Linked DNA regions of Oryctolagus cuniculus: region 2 is linked to region 1. A link is a contact called in public Hi-C data. All regions are on one chromosome and are shown on one strand. Each heading gives the region's core, a stretch centred on a gene start, on an enhancer-like site or on the middle of the called end of the contact. The rest is flanking DNA. Distances are from core to core; before and after follow the strand shown. Region 1 has its middle 150 kb from the start of OLIG3. Region 2 has its middle 11 kb from the start of IL20RA.

The links. A called contact is a pair of places that touch in the nucleus more often than the background predicts.
Region 2: a contact with region 1 is called in a Hi-C map of an unstated tissue, with 5 times the contacts expected there. The contact joins two enhancer-like sites. A contact is called at or near these places in 4 of 6 Hi-C or Micro-C datasets (ear pinna, psoas muscle, skin fibroblasts and 1 more).

The regions. Positions count from the first base shown.
Region 1 is chr5:31,206,472-31,211,489 of mOryCun1.1, reverse strand. No RefSeq gene overlaps it. Among named protein-coding and RNA genes, the nearest start is that of OLIG3, 150 kb to the left of the region's middle. Within about 2 kb of position 1,314, at least 4 of the 8 cell types and tissues checked have an H3K27ac peak or open chromatin away from gene starts, as enhancers often do.
Region 2 is chr5:31,787,932-31,792,774 of mOryCun1.1, reverse strand. No RefSeq gene overlaps it. Among named protein-coding and RNA genes, the nearest start is that of IL20RA, 11 kb to the left of the region's middle. Within about 2 kb of position 2,849, at least 2 of the 8 cell types and tissues checked have an H3K27ac peak or open chromatin away from gene starts, as enhancers often do.

The sequences.
Region 1 (5,018 bases), core at 65-2,564:
CTCCGCCTTAGCACAGCTGCTCTGCTGCGGCAAAGACCTGCATCATTCCAGGGGATGATCGGTATGAGGGTGACAGGCCTGCCAGCCCTCCCTCCCCCCACCGTGCAGCCTGGGGCAACACATACTTTCTGCCACCCAGGCTCATCCTGCAGAAGACAGGCCAAGCAGAGGGTCCTTGTGCATAGCTGCAGGAACGGTGGGAGGGTCACGAACTGTAGCCAGGATGCAGAAGCCAGCCAGCCACTGGAGAGTGTTTTTGCAGCAGGGGGATGGCCTTGGGGGGAAGTACTGTGTGCTTGGCCATGTCCTGTTGGAAGGGCAGCTGACGTCCTGTTAGAGACATCACAGAGCAGCTGCCACCCAGCACCGTGTGTCTGCACACGTGTTCTCAGCAAAAAATCGGCACCCCTGTTAGGGGAAGGGATTCCTGTGCATTAGCTCTAAGCCAGGGGGCAATTCTCTGGGGAAGGTAAGATCATCTTCATTCGCTGACGCAGAGTTTGAACAGACCGTTCAAGGAGGACCAAGGCCCAGGTTCTAAAGCAAGCAGGCAATTCCACCTCTCTCCTCTGGGCTGGCCACTGAGTTGAGTTTGTTTCTGGCAGACCCCTCTCCCTACCCCTTTGATGGCTGAGCACAGATAAGTAATCCTGGCCCAGCTGGACGGGGCAGGTGTAGGAGTTGATATGACGACTTCCTGGGGCTGGTGTGAGCCCAACTTGCACCTGCCTGGCTGCCAAGCTGGGTATTAAGCACTGACAGGTGGAAGACCACAGGGTCCTCACATGCAAGGGAGGCAGTTACTGTTTATCTGAATTTGCAGATGAGGAAAGGGGGGAGACAGCAGCTCACTGTCCAGCTCAAGGTCACACAGAGGAGAAAGGAGGGATCAAGCCCAGGGTCATTTGATGTTGAGCTGTGTGTGTATGTGTGTGTGTGTGTGTGTGTGTGTGACAGCACATTTCATGCATCCACAGGCTATCGCTCTATCAGCTAATTATATCTCCCTATCACTGTGTATCTATCGCTCATCTACCTACCTCATGTAATGCTTTGGCAGAGATGAGCATCAGCACCAGGGCTTTTCAAGTTGCCATGAAGATATGCGAGGCTGATGGCTCATTTCATGAATAGGAGCTGGCCTGAGGGGCCCGCCCTGGGTGGCCCCTGCTCTGCACGGGGATCACCTTGACTGTGGAATGGCAGAAGCAGCCTGCCTGTGTTTCCACTTGAGCTGGGAGGTGGGAAGCAGGAAGCAGCTGCCCTGACCTCTACACAGAGCTGGCCAGGCCTCAGGAAGGGGCGGGGAGTGGAGGCCAGCTGGGAGCCAGGCTGGAGGCGATTCTGTAAAAGCTATCAGGACAAGTGTGGGCCCCTAGGGCGCTGGGAGAGATGGCACAGGTGGTAATCATAATGTGTGCTATGCTCTGGGAGGTATTCCCCTTCAGCTATGCCTGAATTCTTAGCAAATCCCTGTTTTAACATGTGCCTGGTCTCTGCCGTGCTGTGTACCACGAGAGGCAGTGGCCATCCCCGGCTTGAACTGGGCAGCAGACACTGTTCCCTGCCGTCTCTCTGCCTGTGAGTGAGATGGTCCCCACCACCTTTGTTCTCTTGGGCTTTTGAAGATGGCAAATGCAGAATGACAGAGCGGCATTGGGCCAGACCCAGTGGGGTGAGGCTCTGCTTCTGACCAGGTGTCCTTCAGAGCCCTCAGAGATGGAGCAAGGAGCTCACCAACTCCTGGGATCAAAGCTGGGAGAGGTTTGTTCTTTCTGTATAAACACCAGGCTGTGAGGCCGGCACACATGGGTTTCACCTTTGCTAAAAAGGTGTTTGAAGAATAAAAGAAGAAGGAAGAGGAAAAAAACGTAAGTATTTACTAAAGCTTGAACACGTATATGCCCCAGGACCTAGCAATTCTACTCTTAGCTGTTTACCCAACAGAAACAGGTCGATATGATTAAAAGACTGGAATCCTTATAGCAGGGCTGTTTTTAACTGACCCACACTGGAAATTACCCAATGTACGTCAACAGTAGAGAGGATCAAGTAGTCAGGAGTACTCATTATATGGAATCTGACCCAGCAATGAGGATAAACAATTCTCTACTATACACAACAGTATGGATGAATCTCACAAACACACTGTTAAAAACAGAAACCGGACACTTAAAATGTGTAAGCTGACTGTGTGAGTCCATCTATGTGAAGTCCAAAGTAGGTCAACATTAGCCTAGGGGCTGGACTTTTGCTGCAGCAATTAAGATGTCTCTTGAGTTGCCCGCCTCCTACATCAAGGTGCCTGGTTTGAGTCTCAGCTCCACTTCCAGTTCCAGCTTCCCGCTAAGGTGCACCTTGGGAGGCACTTGATGGCTCAAGTACTTGGGTTCTTGGCACCCTTGTGGGAGATCTGGATTGAGTTTTTGGCTCTTGCCTTCAGCCTGGCCCTGTCCCAGATGTGGCAGGCATTTGGGGAGTGAACCAGCAGATTGGAGCTCTCTCTGTCTCTGCCTGTCAAGTAAATAAAATTATACATTTTTTTAACTTAAGTTTAAAATGTTTTGCGATGGGAGAAGTCCAGATGGTGTTGGCTGTTGAAGGAAGGGGAAGGCTTGGAAGAGAGGAGGAGAAGGTGGAAGAGGGCAGGGAGGGAGTTTCTGGCTTGGGGTAGTGTTCTCCTATTGCGGCAGGGGAAGGGTCGGCTGATGAGAGTGTGTTGAGTACAGTTAGCTAGGTGCACTTTTCTTCTGTACATTGCACTTCCATTAAAGATTTCTTCACTTACACAAAAAGAAAGGAAGAATGCCCGATCCCTCATCTAAGGATCTGAATGTCCAGGCAGGCATCATGGCCTCTCAGTGCCTGGACCCATCAGCAGCAGGTCAAGTTCTGAGTGATAGGACAGGCACCTGCAGGAAGCTTCCTCCTTTTCTGGGTGACCCCAGAATACTCCTCAGAAACAAACTGAAAGGGAGGTGCTCAGCAAAGCCCTACAGAGAAAACAAGCCAGGGATCACATGGTGTGGGGGTTCAGAGAGAGAGGAGGCAGAACTGTGGGCAACTATGGCACCGCCAGTATGTGGCTTGAAACATACAAGGGTCTCCGGAGAAGAGACCTTGCTGACCATGGTACACAGGCCTCTGTCCTTACATTTGCAGAGAGAAACTCAACTGACAGTAATCTTTCCAGGACTTTTCATTTACCAACCCAAATCCTTTAAAAAATGTATTTATTTAAAAGGTATAGTCATAGAGAGAAGGAGAGACAGAGAGATCTTCCATCTGCTGGTTCACTCTCCAAATGGTCACAGTGAGTGAGGCTGGGCCAAGCCAAAGCCAGGAGTCTGGAGTTCCATCCAGGTTTCCTACATGGGTGGCAGGGGTCCAAGCCCTTGGGCTGTCCTTTGCTGTTTTCCCAGGCACATTAATAGAGAGCTGGATTTGAAGTGCAGCAGCTGGAACTTGAACTGGTACTCATACAAGATACTGGCATCACAGACAGGGGTTTAACCTACTGTGCCACAGCACTGGCCCCTACCACAACTTTTCGTGTGGCCTCTTCATGGATGTGAAACATTTCAGTCATTTGGCCTACAGAGTGACCCCGAGGTGATTAACCACCTATTTTGGCTGGTGTTAAGAAGGAGTCAGCAGCATAAGGAATTGCAATAAAATTTTTCTGGAATAAAACATTTCCTAGCAAGTCAGTTTGGAGATTCCTCAGAAACCTGAATATAATCCTACTATACAACCCAGCCATCCCACTACTTGGAATTTACCCAAAGGAAATTAAATTGGCAAATAAAAAAGCTGTCTGCACCTTAATGTTTATTGCAGCTCAATTCACAATAGCTAAGACCTGGAACCAACCCAAATGCCCACCAACAGTAGACTGGATAAAGAAATTATGGGATATGTACTCTATAGAATACTATACAGCAGTCAAAAACAATGAAACCCGGTCATTTGCAACAAGATGGAGGAATCTGGAAAACATCATGTGAGTGAAATAAGCCAGTCCCAAAGGGACAAATATCACATGTTCTCCTTGATTGGTGACAACTAACTGAGCACCTAAAAGGAAACCTGTTGAAGTGAAAAGGACACTATGAGAAACAGTGACTTGATCAGTCCTTCTCCTGACTGTTGATGTACAATATAATACTTTATCCCTTTAGTATTTTCTTCTGTTCTACTTAATACTATTGGTTGAACTCTTTAATTAACACACAATTATACTTAGCTGTTTAAATTTAGCTGAAAAGTGATCCCTGTTAAATATAAGAGTGGGAATAAAAGAGGGAGGAGATGTACAGTTTGGGACATGTGCAATCAGACTTGCCTCAAACGGTAGAGTTAGAAATGTGCGAGGGGATTCCAATACAATCCCATCAAGGTGGCATGTACCAATGCCATCTCACTAGTCCAGGTGGTCAACTTCAGTTCACAATTGATCATAATGATAGGACTAAGAGTCAAAGGGATCACACAAACAAGACAAGTGTCTGCTAATACTAACTGATAGAATCAAAAAGGGAGAGAACGATCCAACATGGGAAGCAGAATACACAGCAGACTCACAGAAGGGCAGATGTCCTAAACAGCACTCTGGCCTCAGAATTAGCCCTTAAGGCATTTGGATCTGGCTGAAGAGCCCATGAGAGTATTTTAGGCATGGAAAGGCAAGACACTTTGGCAAAAAAAAAAAAAAAATCTAAAAGAAAGATCTCTGTGAGTGAGATCTCAGTGGAAAGAACGGGCCATTAAAGAAGGAGGTACCTTTCTCTGAAGGGAAGAGAGAACTTCCACTTTGACTATGACCTTGTCTAAATACGACCAGAGTTGGTGAACTCAAAATGCTTCCATAGCCTTGACAGCTCATGACAAGAGCCCAGGGTGATTACTGGCACCATAAACAAGCGTGTCAATTGTTAAGTCAACAACAGGAGTCACTGTGCACTTACTCTTCATGTAGGATCTCTGTCCTTAATGTGTTGTCCAATGTGAAGTAATGC
Region 2 (4,843 bases), core at 1,600-4,099, 580 kb before region 1:
CTCTCTCACCTGTCAAATAAAGGTAGAAGGTGGTAGCATAAGACACATGCTTAAAGTGAAACTAAAGTATTTCACTTAGTTTTCTGTGGCATTTTTTTTGTTTTCATTTGTTTTTGCTTTTCTAAACATTTTATTTGAGGTTTACAAATTTCCGGTATTTCATGGATACAGGTTTAGGAACATAGTGATACCCCTTGCCCCTGCTCCTCTTCCTTCCTTTCCTATTCCCACTCTTAATTGTTACAATGATCTACTTTCTGTCTACTATTTACTCACAAAATTAACCCTACACTAAGTAAAGAGTTCCACAAATAGTATAAAGAAAAAAAAAAAAACCACACTGTTTCTCAACAGTAGAGACAAGGGCTGTAAACAAACATTGAAGACCAATGTCAGTTTCACTCCTATACATTATATTTTTGGCACTCTACTAGTTACCACAGATCAGGGAAAACGTGGAATTTATCCTTTTGGGACTGGCTTATTTCACTAAGTGTAATGATTTCTGGTTGCATCCATTTGTTGCAAAAGACAGGATTTCATTCTTCTTTATGGCTCAGTAGTATTCCAGAGCGTATATATACCATAATTTCTTTATCTCATCATCAGTTGATGTTCATCTGGGTTGATTCCGTACCTTAGCTATTGTGAATTGAGCTGCAGTGAACATGGGGGTACAGATCACTCTTTCATATGCTGATTTCATTTCCCTTGGGGAAATTCCCAGGAGTGGGATTGCTGGGTCATATGACATTTTCAAGAATGAGATGCATATGCATAGATAAGCTACAGTCTATGAATTATGCAATTTGGTGCTCTTGCATACATGTTAAATGTTCTTACATCAGCATTTAAAATTAGCATTGCAATATAAAAATGAATGATTATATTCAAGCTACTATTTTAACATTTAACTTTTTTTCTTACATAGGGTGACATTAAATAGCAGATAAATACAATGATAAGTTGAGATTGAAGGAAAGGGAGAGAGATCTAGATAGATATTGTGGAGAAAAACCAGAAAAGCTTTATATTTCTATTCCTTTAATGGCATTTTCCCCCAATTCTTTAAATGAATGACCTTGCATTTTCAATTGGCACTGAATTCTAATTATGTAACCAGTCCAGCTTACAAATCAATCACTGAAATCCTGAATATATACTCAACCAAAATAAAGGTTTTGTTTTTAACCAAGAGACATGTCCAAAAATATTAACATAATTAGTCATAATGACCTCAAGCAAGAAATAAACCAAAAGTTTATTGGTTGTATAAACTGTAGTATATTCATATAATGAAATACCAGACAGCAATGAAAATAAATAAATTACTGCTACATGCAGTAACGTGAATTTCACAGATGGAAAAGAACCCAATGCAAAAAGACCATTACCATGTGATTTCATCTGTGAGCAGGCACAAACACAGGCTGAATGAAGCTATGGGGGCCGCAGCAGCAGAGGAGCCACCCCTGCCTAACAGTCTCTGCCTTTCCCTTGAACTGCATTGTCAACAGTGGCATTTTGTGATGAGCCCGCACTGTGTCACTTGGTGCCTGCGTTTCCAATTCAAAGGCTGCCTGTGGTCAGCTTTGTGCCTCACGTCTTTAAAACATGGAAACAGCACTTAGCCTCCTCACTTCTTTTCTTCTTTAACTATAACAGATGTGGATTGCTGTCAAGTATAATTGTTTTTATTTCAGTCCCAAGGATTTAATTTTCAGTTTTCTCTAGACGCTTGATTCTGCATGAAAATCACCTTTCAATTGCTTTTCTCTTTGGAATTCTCTTGACCTGACCCCTCACTTAATTTTGGTTTCTGCTCAATGTCCTCAGACCCCACCCCAAAGAACACCAATCCCCTTGTCAAACTCTGGGCCTTACGTAGTTTCCTTGTTCTCTTCTGCTCTTAAAATGACCCAATATTAGGAGATGTCTGTGTATGTATACATGTGTGTGTGTACACACGTGTGTGAAGTTACTGTCTTTTCCCGCAAGAGCATAACCTCCAGGGGCTAAGATTTCCTCTTTCACTCACTGGTTGGCACTTAGCAGGTGCATAGTTAAGCATTTGTTGACTGAATGACACCTGATTTTGAAAACCAAGAAAAAGCACAATTTTGGAATTTTACCTTTTCTCCACTGTTAAGCATCCTCAGGTACTACCTTTTATGACGCTGCTTTAAGCAGTGGAACTCCAGAGAGACATGAGAGCTTATCCTAAAGGCAAAAGGTGGCGAATAGGAAGCATACGTGTTGTGGGTAGAAACTGGGGTGCAATCAGAACCCTCCTGTAGTTTCTCGGGGTTCCCGTGGTGGGCGCAGGAGGGCGAGAGCGCTCTGCACAGCGAGAGGCACGAGAGCGCCGCTAGGTGTCGCTCTTCGCTCACGCTCCTGCTTCTCGGGGTGGGAGAGGTGGGCAGGACTTTGTGTGTTGGGGTCCCACTGAGTCTTCCCTCCTGAGTATGCAGCCTCCTGGTTTACAACCGCGACAGAGGGCACCGACTCACCTGGACGGGTCTGCTCAATATGGAATCACTTACTGTTCCTACATAAAATTGATTTTTGGTTCTGAGCAGCACAGAAAGATTTAGAAGGGACGAGTGGTCTCAAGTGAGGCTCTCAGCTTTAGTCTCTGCCCACAAGACCTCGCTCCAGAGAAGGAAGGCAGCTGCCAGGGATCTGTCAGTCAAACGGTGACGGACGTATCTGCAGGAGCAGGCTTGGAAGCAAGGCTTCATTCAAACGGCACACCCACGTCCCGCCGTTAAGACACAGAGAAGTTATGTAATGGAAAACAAGGGTCAATGGCCAGCTTCCGCTGCACCAGGACACTTGCTCTCACATTTAACAAACTTCTGAGTGTCACGAGGCTGCAGTTTGAGTCAGTTCCTCTTCAGCTAGTGGCATGAAGAATCACATAACAGTGGGGTCGGCCGGCTGCTACGTCTCCTGGTGCCTTCCCCCTTGAGGCTGTTTAAGCCCACCTTTCTCTTCCCTTTCAAGAAGCTGGCTGTCTTCCTTTTAGGAATTCAGTCATCTCTCAGTATCGGGAGGTGGTGTTGGCGGCAGGGTAGGTTCTAGGACTTCCACCGCCGCCCGCAGGAAGCCCACATCTGTGCAGACTCCCGCCACTTCTGTAAACTCACCAACTCTTTGCATGTAATCTAGGCACTCCCTCCCGTGCGTTTTAAACCATCTCTGGATTACTTACAGTACCCAATACAATGCAAACGCCAAGTGTAGTTGTTCGACTTCACTATTGGGGGGAATAAGGATAAGGAAGAAACGTCTGTGGGCTCAGAAGAGATGCGTTTTTCCCTAAATGCTTTTTCCTCTGTGGTCGAATGAGCCTGCAGACCCAGAACCCTTGCGTGCAGAGGACCCACTGGGTTTCTTGTGCACTCCACTTATTCCACTTCCAACAGAAACTTGGTGAGTAATCTCTTCCGCTGTGCTGCATACTGTTTTAGGGCTGTGGCTGCAGTAGAGACACAACCAATGAAGTCCTTGCTACATTTCAGTGTTTCATCAAAGACCAAAATCTTAAACCAGGCAGAAGGCATTTGGTCTATGGGTTAAAATGCTCACATGCCACATCAGAGCGCCTGGGTTCTTTTCCTGGCTCTAGCTCGGGATTCCAGCTCCCTATCAGTGCTGGACCTGGGAGGTTGCAGGTTTTAGCTCAAGTCATTGGGTTTCTGCCACCCATGTGGAGGCCTTGAACTAAGCTCCTGGCTCCCAGCTTCAGCACTGGCCCAGTCTCAGCCTTTCTGGGCATTTGGGAACTAGACCAGTGATGGGAGCTGGCTCTCTCTCTCTCTCTCTCTCTCTCTCTCTCTCCTGCTCTCCCTACATCACTGTGCCTGTCAAAAGCAAAACATGCTTTTCAAAGATGAGTGTATTTTGGTACAAAAACAGTTTGAAACCCATGCACAGTTTTGTTGTACTATGGATGCGGGATGCGTCTCCTAGGTCATTTCCCGAAGGTCAGGGGTGCAGATGAGCTGAGCAGTTGATTCAGTGGGGGGTGATTTTCAGGAGCACATGCGTGTGCTCCATGTGGGTCTATAATGCGGTTCATCTTCATAAAACCCCGAGCTTTATGGGTTTCAAAGCATTAACTCATGTCTTTGGAACACCCCACATAGATTATTATAATTCTCTGTGTGCTGCCTGCCCATCTGCTTACCTACAGGAATTACAATCAGATGGAATGGCCCTGCTCAAATCTAGGTTCAGAAAAGAAATATGACAATACTTGAGTCCTTTTTTTGTTTTGTTTTGCTGAAGAAGCACAATTCTTTTTACACCCTGCCCGGCGTAAGAATGAAAAGCGTGTTACTCTGTGACTCTCTTGCTTTCAATTGGGGAGAGTAGGAAATTATTAAAAGAATCTTTGCCTCCCCCGACCCCTTACATCTCGATCAGAATGTGTCAGCTCTCAGGCAGTATGCCTGTTTAACTGCCTGCTGCCTTATATATGCCATGGCTTCTACTTAATTTCAGTTTGCAGATTTAGCACAATTATAGGGAAACAATGCATAGCAGCACAGTCAGGTCACCTGCTCATGCTTTCAACGCAAAAGAGAAAGTGGCAGGTAGCATAATCAGATACCCCTTAGATTCCTCCTGTTCTGATGATCAAATATGAATTTCTTAGTTGAACACAAGCAATATACAAAAAAAAAAAAAGCTCAACTTTCAGCTCCTCTCACCCCATTTATTTCCCCAAATGACCTCTTCTGGCCATAAGAATGCATCTAAGTATAAAATCAAGATGAGCTCCACATAGTACAAGAGCTATGCTTTCTTCTTCTCTTAAGAAATGAGTGTTCTGTTG